2 separate regions of the Sus scrofa genome follow, and region 1 is linked to region 2. A link is a contact called in public promoter capture Hi-C data. All regions are on one chromosome and are shown on one strand. The core of a region is the stretch at or near the end of the contact, and the rest is flanking DNA. Distances in the headings are between cores, read along the strand shown.

What was found. Promoter capture Hi-C pulls out the DNA fragments that hold promoters and counts their contacts.
Region 1: a promoter capture Hi-C map of liver shows a contact between it and region 2, with 2.5 times the contacts expected there. The contact joins the promoter of PROSER2 here to the promoter of UPF2 in region 2. A contact is called at or near these places in 1 of 5 promoter capture datasets (liver) and 1 of 2 datasets of contacts at active chromatin or transcription factors (skeletal muscle).

What each region holds. Positions count from the first base shown.
Region 1 is chr10:60,075,900-60,082,532 of Sscrofa11.1, forward strand. It overlaps PROSER2 (proline and serine-rich protein 2), which reads right to left and starts at 1,461. Exons shown (of 4, transcript XM_003357769.4): 1 at 1,308-1,461.
Region 2 is chr10:59,891,221-59,898,279 of Sscrofa11.1, forward strand. UPF2 (regulator of nonsense transcripts 2) reads left to right here and starts at 1,886. Exons shown (of 24, transcript XM_021064994.1): 1 at 1,886-1,966; 2 at 2,864-3,058.

The DNA of each region.
Region 1 (6,633 bases), core at 211-2,710, 180 kb after region 2:
AGTGCTTTTAAAAAAAAGTGGAAAAGCATCTTTATAAATTAGGTCCTTCTTGGGAATATTTCCTCATGTTTACCCTTAGACCTGGGTTGGTGTTTCTATATCTTTTGGAATATGTATATATATATATTTTTTCAGAATATCTATCTATCTATCTATCTATCTATCTATCTATCTATCTATCTATCTATCTATCTATCTACCTCAAAGCTGTTCTTCATTAAAACTGGGGCCAGAGGAACCTTCCTCCTGCAGTCTCCACCAACAGACCTGAATGGTCTACTCTGTGTGGGGGGGAAAGACACAAAATTCATTTTCTTCTATTCTTAGTTTTTGCTCTACACAAGCTAGGTCCTGGCAAAGAGTTAAAAAGTTTTCTGAGGTTAGTTCCTGCGGTTTGGTTGGGTTTTGTTTTTTTAAAGGCTAGATGCTTAAATTTAGACTCCGTAAAACAATACTGGGAAACTTTCAAAGCCGGGAGAAATACTGGAGTTTATTTTATTGCCTTTTGTTAAACTGCATCACATCGGCCACATTGTCTTTTTAAAAAAATCCCTCTCGACCCGGCTCCCTGGCAGATCCTACGTTCCCGCATGATGCAGCTCCCTGGTGGGGGTCGGGGGTTGGGGAGGGGGGCGGGGACGAAAACCTACTGGTCACTTTGCGCAGGACCCAACTTTAGCAGGTGGCTCCGGCCACCTCCTGCCAATGTGAGGCTCCCGCCGTCCTCTTGGAGGCGTAAGGGACACAGCGCCCGGGAGTTCCAAAGACTGAGGAGGCAAATGGAACTCCGCGGAGGGCGCTGGGGACACGACACGAGTGTTGGGACAATCTGGACGGCTCTGCGCGCAAAACTAAAAGCTTGCCCACGGGCCACCGTGGGCCCCCTGCCAGGAGAGCCTAGGAATCGGAAAGCGGTGCCTCCTTCTTACCAACCCCGATCCAGGCGCCAAGCGAACCTCCGGGATCCCGAAAGAGCCACCAGGTTTCCCGGGTGGGAGGCCCCTCGGACGGCGCCACAGTCCTTCCTAACTTTCCCGGGACGGTGGCGATGCGCAAGAGAGGGAGAGCGCGCAGAAAAGATCCCTGTCGGGTGGGCACCGGCAGGGACGCGTGGGAAGTGCAGGCAGCAGGCTCCTGAGAAAAGGGGGTCCCTCTTCCTCGCCTGGACCCCACCCGCGCCCAAACCTCCCCCGACCAGCTCCAAACGCCGCCCCGCTGAGCGACGTGCGTGCGGGGCGAGGGGATCAGCTGCCAGGACGCCCTCCCCACCCTCCAACCCTGTCGGGGATCAAGAAGTCCGCACTCACCTGGAAGGCGCTCCCTCCCCGGGGGCCGCAGGCGCCCACGCGGACCGTGACCCCGAGCAGAGCCCTCGCGCCGCGCGCTCGCCTGGGTCTTGCCCGACTGTCCCGGACCGCCCCGCGGCGCGCTGGCTCCTGCGCGCCCCCACCGCGCGCTCCCGTTGGCGCTCGCTCATGCGCACTCCCCGCCGCGCGCTCTGCACCACCCTCCGTGCGCGCGCTCCCGGCTGGGGCTCTGCCCCTCAAACTCTCACGGCGCGCGCCCGGGGCATTTAAAGGGACAGGCCCCTCGCGTCAGCTCTGTTTCGCCGGGGAAGTCGGTGTCTCTGCGAGGTTAGAATTAGGGAGGGTCTGAGCGAATCCCCACCCCCGTAAGGAGAAAAAGAGATTTACCTTTGAAGATCTGAATAAGACGGGCCTTCCCCTCCTATACCCCCCCCCATAGTCCGTTCCGAGAGGTTATTTTTATATGTAATGGCAATAATAATACCTATCACGTATCGAATTCTTACTACCCCTAGACAAGGCATTTAACACACACACACACACACACACACACACACACACACACACACACACACACACACTTCATTTACTCCTTAGAACAACCCCTTGATTTCTTACCCTCATTTTACAGAGGAGGAAAACAGGTTCAGAGAGGCAAAGAAACTGGTCCCAGAGGTTTTGACCCCGGTGGCTTGATGCCATAGCTTTATCACCGTGGAAATATCCGCTGAGGTTAATAGTTGGTTATGGAAGGCTTTTGTAAGTTGGTGGAAGTTAAGCTACTGGTGTTTCCAGGGGGTGGGACGACTCTGTAGGTAGGGAGAAAGCAAGAGTTATGCGGTTTAATTAATTATAGGGTTTGATATATACTCCAATGGCAGACGTTATAAAACCCATATTTCAAAGTGCCGGTTGTCCTTATCCCCATTTCACAGAAAACTAAGGAAGGAAGTGTCTGGTTGCACAGGATGACTGAGTCACTGGCAGTGCTCAGGGCTGAGCCCCAATTCCTTAGTCCTTATATCATTTCTTTGCCCTCCCCAGGAAGAGATACCTGATTAAAGGGAAGAAAACTTTTTTACTAATAACACACTGGCCTCATCTACCTCCCCGAATCTTTAATTAATGTTTACAAAGCACTTTAATCTACCCCACTTGCTAGTTAATTAGGCAAGTATTATTATCCCCCTCTTTCTGAACCAAATCCAGGAGAGATTCAATTCTGCCAGTCCTTAATCCTTGTTGAATAATGGGCGTAAGCTTTCTGTTCATGTTCTTTTTTTTTCCCCCGCTTATATTTTGTTCCATATTGTTAAACACTAATGCATTTATCATGAATTGGCTTAGTAAAAATTAAATAATATTAAATACCCACAGGGGAGATGTAATATGGACAGCTCCTGTCTTTCAGGAACTCAGATAAAGAAAAAAAACATTACGGCAAGTGCTTCCCAGACTTGGTTTTTTGTTGTTTGTTTTCCTTTGCAGTAGTGTTCTATTTGCTTAATTAAGCTTTTAGGCTATGTTTAGCTTGCTTTTTTAAGCTTACTTAAAAATTTTTCATGTACACATTATCTTTTGTGTAAAAATTAAATTTTACACAGTATCTTTCAGGTGAAGAGGAGATGAGGAGGAAGTAATTGAAGGATGGTGGGATTAAGAAGGAAGAAAGGGGAAATAAAAGGAAAAAAAAAAGGTGGGGAGTGAAGGAGGCAGGAAATGAACAGGGCAGAAAATGGGACAGGTTTCAACCAAGGCACCAGGCGGACGAGGCCAGTCCTGCTAGCTCATACCTGATCTTTGTGGGAATCGTGAACAGGTGGCCCTTCTTCAGGGCTTGTGTAGACCTGGCCGGTGCCCAGGGTGAGTACCTGAGCTCAGGCTGCCTTCCAGTGCCCCCTGCACCCCTGCGCAGGCACCTCTGTGCCAACTGAGCATTATTACCCAAAGGCACTAGACAGCGAGAAAGGGCATAAAGTGAGCTAAGAAATGAGAAACAGCTTAGAGGGGGAATTTAAAGATTGTTATTCCTTAAAGTATTTAGGTAACATCAAGGGAGAAAGAACAAAGAAACATCTGGAGAGTCTTTGGACGTGGTATCGTTACTGCTTTAAAAGCCTTGAAATTGGAAGTTCCCAAATGGCACAGTGGGTTAAGGATCCAGCGTTGCTGCAGCTGTGGTGAAGGTTGCAACTGCAGCAAGATGGCCATCTCTGGCCCGGGACCTTCCACATGCTGGATACAGGACAAAAAAAAAAAAAAAAAAAAAAAAAAAAAAAAATCATGAGATTGACAAAATTTTACTTTCTATTCACTCAACTTTGTACTAAATGTCTTCTGAGGCTGGTTTCTGCTAAGAAAATGCTGGTGAGGAGTTTCCATTGTGGCTCAACCATTAACCAATCTGACTAGAATCCTTGAGGACGCAGGTTCAATCCCTGGCCTTGCTCAGTGGGTTAAGGATCTGGCGTTGCTGTGAGCTGTGGTGTAGGTCGAAATCTCTGCTTGGATCTGGTGTTGCTGTGAGCTGTGGTGTAGGTTGCAGACGCGGCTGGGATCTTGCATGGATGTGGCTATGGTGTAGGCCAGTGGCTACAGCTCCGATTTGACCCCTAGCCTGGGAATTGCCCTAAAAAGCAAAAAAAAAAAAAAAAAAAAAAAAAAAGAAAAGAAAAGAAAATGCTGGTGATAGATCGACCCAAATATTAGACAATTATTCTTATTTACTTTATGTAAATTAAGAATTTTTAAAGTAAACTTTAAAAATTTAAGCTAAACTTTTTTTGTGTATAAAAATAATTATGTAAAATTGACTTGATAAACTGCTATGTCTATAATGGCCACTAGAGGGAGGTAGACAGGAAAGGAAGAAAGAAAGAATGGTTAGTTTACTGAAAAAATTAAAGCATTTTAGAGCTGAAAGAGATGTCAAAAAAAACATGATTTTGGAGTTCCCATCGTGGCGTAGTGGTTAACGAATCCGACTAGGAACCATGAGGTTGCGGGTTCGGTCCCTGCCCTTGCTCAGTGGGTTAGGGATCCGGCGTTGCCGTGAGCTGTGGTGTAGGTTGCAGACGCGGCTTGGATCCGGCGTTGCTGTGGCTCTGGCGAAGGCCCGTGGCTGCAGCTCCGATTCAACCCCTAGCCTGGGAACCTCCATATGCCGCGGGAGCGGCCCAAGAAATAGCAACAACAGCAAAAAAAGACAAAACACAAAAAAAAAACAAAAAAAACAAAAAAAACATGATTTTGCTTTATACCTCTTCCATTTAGAAAATGCATACCCTTGAGTTATTTACCCTTTTTGAGACTCAGTTCCTCAACTGGGCAATGCAGCTATTAACAACGACCTTGGGAGCTAAAACAAAATTACGTTTGGAGTTCCCGTGGTGGCTCAGCAGAAACGAATCTGATTAGGCGCCATGAGGATGCATGTGTGGTCCCTGGCCTCGCTCAGTGGGTTAAAGATCCGGTGTTGCTGTAGCTGTGGTGTAGGCCAGCAGCTGTAGCTCCAATTTGACCCCTAGACTGGGAACTTCCATATGCCACGGGTGGGGCCCTTAAAAAAAAAAAAAGCAAAACAAAAAGCAAAAAATTTGTATTTACCTGAACAAGTAGCAGATGAGGAGAGTTAAGAAAATCATGAAAATGAAGAAAAATATGGGACATGCCCTGTTTAAACATAGTATAAACATAGTATAATGTAATTTAAAGTATCAAAATAGAGCATTAGTAGATATTAAATGATACAGATAATAAAATGGAATAGATAACCCAGAAAAAGATAGTGTTGCTATAGTGTAGATTTTAATATGTGATCCAGGATTCATCTAAAAATAAGTGAGAAGTTCCCATCCAGGAGCAGTGGAAACGAATCTGACTAGGAACCATGCATGAGGTTGCAGGTTTGATCCCTGGCCTTGCTCAGTGGGTTGAGGATCCCGCATTGCTGTGAGCTGTGGTGTGGGTCGAAGACATGGCTTGGATCTGGCGTTGCTGTGGCTCTGGTGTAGACCGGCAGCTACAGCCCCGATTTGACCCCTAGCCTGGGAATCTCCATATGCTGAGAGTGTGGCCCTAGAAGTGGCAAAGAGACAAAAAGAAAAAAAAAGAGGTGAAAAGGGGACGGATTCTCAATAAATGAACTTCAGGAAGCTACTAATTTGAAAACAATCAAGCTAAACTCTTGCTTTTCGTTCTGTGCTAAAAGAAATTTCAGCTACATAAAAGAATATGAAAAGTAGGAGAAAATTTAGGCAAATCTTAATGTAACCTCAAGATGGGAGGAGAAAAGAAATGGAAAAATCACGAAGGAAATGACCAGTAGACTAGATTACATTAAAGTTTTAAAATTCTGGGAAAAAATGCCACTTGCAGCAACACGGATGGACCTAGAGATGAACATAGTAAGTGAAATAAGCCCGACAGAAAGACAAATCTCATATGATATCGCTTATATGTGGAATCTAAAAAAAGAAAAAGAACTTATTTCTGAAACAGAGAGAGACTCACAGGCATAGAAACAAACTTATGGTTACGGGGGGCGGTCATAAATTGGGAAGCTAGAATTAACATACACACACGACTATATATGAAATGGATAACCAACAGGGCCCTACTGTATAGCACAAGGAACTGTACTCAGGAGTTTGTAATAACCTATAAAGGAAAAGAACCTGAAAAAGAATATCTATTTATCTGTAAAATTAATCACTGCGCTGTACCCCCAGAAGCTAACACAATATAGTAAATCAACTCTCCTTCAATTTAAGAAGTTTTAAAATTCTGAGCCATTGTGGCTCAGTGGTAACGAGCCTGACTCACAGCCCTGCGGATTCAGGCTTGATGCCTGGCCCCGCTCAGTGGGTTAAGGACCCGGCGTTGCCGTGAGCTGGAGGTTTTAAAGAATGATAACAAAGTGGTTCCAAACTTCCTGAAAGCACTTAGCCGACGCGCTGCCACGTCTGTATCCCAGGTGTGTGTTCTGAAGGAAAAATACGTGGGGAAGGGACAAAGTTGGAAGAAAATGGTAAGTAAGGTTTATCTAAATTCCACACTAAGATTCTGAGAGGGAAGCAAGGCTTTCAAAAGCTCCCTGGGGAACCAAGTGCCGTTCACTCAAGCTTCAGGACCTGCCAAGTGACCGAGGTCCCAGCAGGAGGAGAGAAGGTAGGGGGCCCATTCGTGCTTCGTCCAGAAATCATCAGTCACCTCTTCTTCCTAGGGGTAAGGTCTAGGAGATGGAACAGTGAGCATCATGGCGAAGCTCCCTGTCCACAGAATTTATGGTCTAGGAGGGCTTCGGGGGATGCAGACAAGATGCAGA
Region 2 (7,059 bases), core at 636-3,135:
GAGGTACAAACTACTATGCATAATAAAGTTACTGAAATGGAGTTTTAACCAAAGAACAACCCCCCCCCCTTGGCTAAGAAGGCAGCTGCAAGCCTTTCCAGCTGTGCTTATCACTATACCACCCTTCTTATAATAATGTAACAACTGTGTACTCTATATCCAAGCCAGCAGCCCTGCTCATCAGGTACCCAGCATTGCTTATCAGTTCCGCTTCTGCAACCTTGCCGGCTCAGTTTCTTAGGGAGGAAGACTGCTTGGGGATGGGGGAGGTCCGGGATGCTTACATGGGAAAATCAAGACCTTGTAGTGTATAAAAGTTACTGAGAACAAAGACCTGGTGCTCAGACTCTGGAGGTGACTCCTCTGAGCCCGCACCGGTGCTGAATAAACCTTGCTTTTCCATATTTCCGAGTGCTGTTTGTCTCCTTCCATTGCCACGGTTTTTGTGGTTTCCGCAACATTACAAGGATATATTGCACAGCACAAAGAATATAGCCAATGTTTTATAATAATTATTAAATTCGCGAATCACCACGCTCTATACCTGAAACATACAATATTGAAAATCAATTATATCCCAGTTGGGAAAAAAATAATAAATGGTAAGTAAAAACAGTAAACAGAAAGAAGCAAATGGGCAAAAGCTGAATAGGAGGGACCTGCCTCAAGTGTTTCTAGTTGCTCCTAGCTCACTTTGGGGGCGGGGCGCCGCAGGTGGAGCAAGAATCAAGACCAGTTCTGCACCTTTGCTCCTTTGGCTCCTGACCAGCCAAAGCCGGCCAGTACTGAACACCCAGCCAGATTCTGCTGGCAAACCTTAGCAATGTTTGGATAAAAATTGGAGGCCAGATGCACGAATTCAGACATTTAAGAGAAAATAAGCTGGTACCACTTTTAAAAGTTGATTTGGTTCCGCATTCAGTGGAAATGGCAAGCGTAGCAAATTTTTTTTAACCTGGTCATTTCATTTAATAATTCATTGTAATTTAAAAAATCTGCTTGCTAGAACGGTACTTTCTAAGACCTGTGTAGGAAAAACCTTAATTGTCTTCACCCTGGGGTACTTTTAGGTGGAACACCTGAAACTGCTTCTGGAAATTCCCCAACCGGACTTTCGTAGTCTTTCTAGGGCACTCTTAAATCGAAACCTGTTCCTAACCAACTTGCACCTTCCTCACCAGCCATATTCTTTAACCTCTCCAGTTTTCAACTTCCTAAATCTTCAACCTCACCCCATGCATTAATCCAATCAAACTTTCCCTTCTTAGACCTCTTCCTTACATTCGCTCCAGGAAACTCCCATGAGAGTCACGTGGCTAAGTTTGTCCTTAATGGCGCCCCGTAATTCGCCTACCGTTCCACCGCCCTTCCTCACCTCCTGTTAGCTCCGCCCCTCCCCATTCTCGCTTTACCCCCCGGCCCCCCCACCTCAGTGCCTGCGCCTGCGTACCTCCAATTCAGGAGCTTTCCCTTTCCTGGCGACCAATCCACTTCCTGCCTCCGGTCCTCGGAACACTCCTCCCCCTCCACTGAGGCCCTGGATTGAGGGGCTTGCTGTGGCTGCCCTACGCATTGCCTGTCTGAAAAAATTAGCTCCTCTTAAAGGAGTGGGTAATTTGAAGCAGCCGCTATGTGTGCGGCACCTATCTGAGACTTTGCTCGTGACCCGCCACCCCGAAGCTAAGCCAAGGACGTGGAGATGCCGGCGGAAGGGCGCCTCGGACTGTTTTCGGTCCGGCAATCGCTCGGACGGCTGCTTCCTTTCCACCTCCCTCCGCCCCGCCCCCACTCGCAGCCGGGCCGCGCTGGTGAGTGGCGGGCGGGAGGGCCGGCGGGCGGAGGGAGGAGGGGGAGCTGAGGGAAGGCGGGCCCTCGGCTGCGAGCTAGGTGGGGGAGGGGAGGGGAGAGCCCGAGCGCTGGAGTTGGTGCTGGGAAACCCGGGGCTAATGTTGACAACAGGCTCGAGGTGAGTCCCGGGGAACCTCCTTCTCCTCCGCTCCAACGACCGGGAGGGAGCGGGGCTGAGGGGCACCGGCCTGGACTCCTACTCCCTGGGGGACCCGAGAGGCGACTCCGCACCTCAGCGCTCCGGGGGCGGCGAGCGGGAGCCGGACCGCGGGTCCGGCGTCCTCCTCCTCAGACCCCTCTCTCTCGGGAGTTCCCGTCAACGCGGGAGCCGCCGGCCCGGGGTCGGCCAGAGGGGCGGTCTAGAGGGGTGCCTGCCCCACATGCCGGGGCTGGGCCTCGGGGCCGGAGGCCGGGAGCCCGCCGCGGCGGGGTGAAGGGGCTTGGGGGTGTGGAGGAGGCGAGGAGGTTGGGGAGAGCTCTTCGGGAGCCGGGAACGAAGCGAGGGCGAGGAAGCGGGCGGGTGCGTGTGTGGGATGATGCGGAGCCGGGGACCGGCCGGAGCGTGTCGGGCTCCGGTGGTGAGGGAGTGTGGGGTGCGAAGTTAGGGCTGGGGCGGGGGTGGTCGGCGCAGGTGACCGTGGACCCCGGGGGAAGGGGAGTTGTGGCCGGGAAGCGAGGGGGGTCGAGGCGTGTGGAGCAGGAGCAGGGGGTTGTGGGAGCGCTGTGTTTAGGCGCAGGGGTTTGGGTGTACTTGGGAGTGGTGGGCGAGGATTATTCGGTGTGCTTCTTTTCAGTCCCATGGGCCGGTGATTCTTCACTTTGCCTTCATCCCGGGGCTCCAGGTCTTCTCTTGTTGGCACAGTTGAACTAAGGAGATGATCTCGGGGTATTTGGTCTCCAGGTTGGCCAAGCAGAGCCAGCTTACAGGCTTGGGGGGGGGGTACCCTCAGGACCGGACTTGTACTTAGTGAGGCATCGGATCTAAGCAAAACTACCACTCGCTCTTCTCATTTAGCACAGTTTTTAGGTGTTGATGAGAATTGTACAGCTCTTCAAGAATACCGTTTTTGAACTCTGGCGAAATTTGGGAAAACTTTGAATGAGTCCCTTTTACTGCGGACGTTTCTTTAAAGTCAAAGACTGGGAGGTAATGCCCCTGGTGCGGTTCTGCCCTTAAGAACATTTTGAATGAATAACCCAGAATTAAAAGGTAAAACGGCATTCTTTTACTCTGGAGCATTTTCGGAGCAGACTCATTGTGATTTCATACATAGTTCATTTGGTACTTTGTGCAGGAATATGATTAAAAGGGAAACCCCCCTTTCTCTGCACTCCAGGTACACACTATTGGTAGTACCTGTTTTCCTAGTAAAGTAGTTTTACTTTCTTTTGCAAGTTCAGAGTATACTTAGAAAACCAAATAAAATACACAGCCCAGGGCCAGGACACTATTTTGGGAGCTAGGAAGGTGGTTTTAAAGCGTGGCTTCCTTTTAAGGACTGTGTGAATGTAATTGTACTTGATAAAATAACTTGTAAAAGCTGATTGTATCCCAATTCAAAGGTCACTGATTTTATCTTATTTTGAGATAGAACCTATTTAAAAGTTTTGGGTTTTATTTGAAAGACTGTTTGAATACTTTAGGTAAAATATTTGTTTAGGGCATGTGTTTGGTAAGATAATTTAAAGACATTTTTGTATTTCATTCAATAAAATTTAATGCTCAGTTTTATTTTTTTAAATTGATACAGAAATGCATAATCTGAGTTATGTTTATATCTTTTATTTGGTTTTTAAAATTTTAGAGTCATAGTATGTAGTTGAAAAGAGCACTAGACACACAGTCTCAGTGCAGCCACTACAACTAGTTGTGTAATCTTGGGCAGGTCACTCTGTAAAACTTGAGGATTGGAGTAGCTAAAATCTAGTACTTCTAACTTGAAAAATCTCATTTTAGGGTGAACTTTTCGGTGTTGTCTGTGAAAGAATAAACATTTGTTGAATGCTGCCTTACTCTTGTGCTAAAAGTGTAAGAACTCTGTCGGAGAGGTAGCAGTATCTCCTTTTTATTGATAAATAGACTCAGAGAAGTTACATTGCCCAGTTTCGATAACTAGCAGGTTTCAGAGTTGGGATGCAAACTTAAAGTCTGAGTGACTTTAAAGCTTATAGTATTTTCACATGTTGCATTGTTGCTTTTACATGAACCTTTAGATTTTCATCGTATTTTTTGTTCACTGAAATTTAGTTCTGTGTGTACTTTCAGTATATGTTTGTAATGCAAGGAGGAAATGACTCAAAGAAGGCACCAGGACCAAGACTTAAGGGTCTTATTGAGAATCTGTTTTGTCATGGTCCAGAGCAGAATCTAAGTCATTAATGCCTACTGCAGTTTGATACAGAAAACACAAATCTGTTGAATAGGAGTTCCTGTCATGGTTCAGCAGTTAATGAGCCAGACTAGTATCCATGAGGATGAGGGTTGGATCCCTGCCTCACTCAGTGGGTTAAAGATCTGGCGTTGCTGTGAGCTGTGGTGTAGGTCACAGACAAGGCTTGGACCTGGCATGGCTGTGGTGTAGGCCAGCAGCTACAGCTCCAATATGACCCCTAGCCTGAGAACCTCCATATGCCGCGGGTGAGGCCCTAAAAAGACAAAAAAAAGACCAAAGAAAGAAAAAAAGTCCATTGAATAAATACTGTAGAGAGTCACAAAAGTTGAGTCACCAAAGTTTGAGAGACTGTTACGCTAATAAATGTTGATCTTTTTTCAATTTGTCAGGTTCCAAATGAATTTCTTTTTTCTTTTTTCTTTCTTTTTTTTGGCTGGTCCTGCAGCATATGGAAGTTCTCAGTCCAGGGATCAAATCTACGCCATAGCAGCGACCCAGACCACTACAGCGACAAGACCAGATCCTTAACCTGCTGTACCTTAAGAGAACTCCCCAAGTGAATGTCTTAATATTTTAACAGAATTTAATGTCTAATTTCATCTTCATAAATGAGATATTAATTACAAATAGAAATTTTAATGCTGTTCTTTTTTTTTTTTTTTCCCTTTTTTGGCTGCCCCTCAGCATATGGCATTCCCGGGCCAGGGATCAGGTCTGAGCTACAGCTGTGACCTCAGCTGCAGCTCCGGTAACATCGAATCCTTTTTCCACTGTATGGAGCCAGGGATTGAAGCTGTGTCCCAGTGCTCCCAAGATGCTGCTGATCCTGTTGTGCTACGGCCGGAACCCCTGGTGCTATTCTTTTTGTATTCTGAGAACTGTACTTTCTTGTATCAGCTGAAATGTTGTGTGTTGCTGCTAGACATCAGAAAATACAAATTTTTTACAAACATTATTATTATTATTTGCACATAATTACAAATATCCCTAAGTGAAGATTGTCTTGTTACCTTGGGAATTACCTCGTCCCCAGTATTTTAGCTGGACTATGACTAAAGTTAAAACAGTGTAAAAACTGCTTAGCCATTATCAGAGACTCTTTCTATTCTGAGAAACATAATTCTGTGATTTGTTGTAGTTAGTATCTATGATCAGGTTTTCCAACTGACAGTTTCATACGCTCAAGGTTTTTAATAATGTTAGTTAGAAGGATGAGTTCAGTTTCTAGCTCTGTCACCAGCTGTGGAGGTATTGGTCAAGTTACTTGGTCATGTCTCAGTTTACTCATTTATAAAATAGAGAAAATAATACCCACCTCATAAAGATTTTAGTATTAAATAAGATAATGTGAGGTGTTTACTGTGGTACCAGTGAGTAGTAGCTATTTGTGTTGCCTCTAGACAGTTGGCTTGCTTTAAGGCAAAGGCGGGTATTTAATTGAAGCTGCATGAGAAGCTGATAACTACACTTCCCAGATAATGCAAGTATTAACATTATCTTGCCACATAAGCAAGTAGTTATGCCCTTACATATTTTAATGATTGTTTAAACAGGATTAACAGCTTTTTTTGTTCAAGTTCCATCAGTGGTGTTAACTAAAGCCTTTGGGTGTCATTGTCAAAATGAATGCATAGGTCACAGGAGTGGAGGGGGATGAGGTGGTCAGGAGAAGGTACTGACTATGACATGTGCCTTGGGAAATGCTGAAAGTGCTTCTCTGGACCTAGATTGTCTTTCTGTGATAATACTTTATTAAATACTGAAATAAATGCTTTGTGTTTATAAAATATTTATTGTTGCAGATGTTTTGTTTGCTGACCTAGTTTTTATTGGGGTAATTTAATGCCTGTATTTGAAAATACTATGCTTGTTTTTAGCTTTTACTAAAAAAACTAGGTAGTTTAAGTAATCCTATATTTCTTAAATGGAAAGTATTTTGATTTTCTTGTGTACAGTTTTCAGTGATTTAGGAGTTAAAACATGAAATGCTGTCCATAGAAGAAATTAGAACATTAAGTTCTAAATAGAGATATATTTTTAGAAAAGAAAATCATGAATTTTGCTGGAGAGTACATTTTTTTGTTCTAGAATTTATTTCCAGTTAACTATATGGAGCCTGTAGACCAGTGCTATCCAACAGAACTTTCTGTGATGATGAAAATGTTCTATACCTGCACGGTCTGATGTTACACTAGCCACATGTGGAATTGAGCACTTGAAACATGAGTAGTGACTAGATTGCTGAATTTCACATTCTGTTTAGTTAATTCACAGTGTAAGTTGCCACATGTGGCTACTGCAGTGGTTTTCAGGGAACATTTGGCCGTGTGTGGAGTAATTTTTGGTTTTTAAAATTTGGGAGGTTCTACTGGCATTTATTGTATAGAAGGCAGGGATGCAGCATTTCAACTTTGTACAGTGCACAGAAGCATGCTCCCCTCCTCCCCACTCAAAGGATTGTCTTGCCCCAAATATCAGTAGTTCCAAAGCTCAGAAACCCTGGGCTGGTGGCTCTTGTATTGGCAGATACAGAACACAATATGCAGATTTTTATAGTCATCGTTATGTTTGTTTATAAATTAATTTTGACTAATACTAATAAAGAGATGGAAAATGTAGTCTAATTTGGGATAATAACAGTTTTTGTATTTGAAAGTCCTATAAGGTTAGAGCAGTGAGGTGAAATTTCTATCCTGTCCATTTTGTTAGATGCTTTATAGGAGGCAATAGCTTGTTTATGCTCCCCCTTAAATACTTGTATTTAATATTGTAAAAAATAGTGTCACTAGCATTTCTTTCTTTTTCTTTTTTTTTTTTT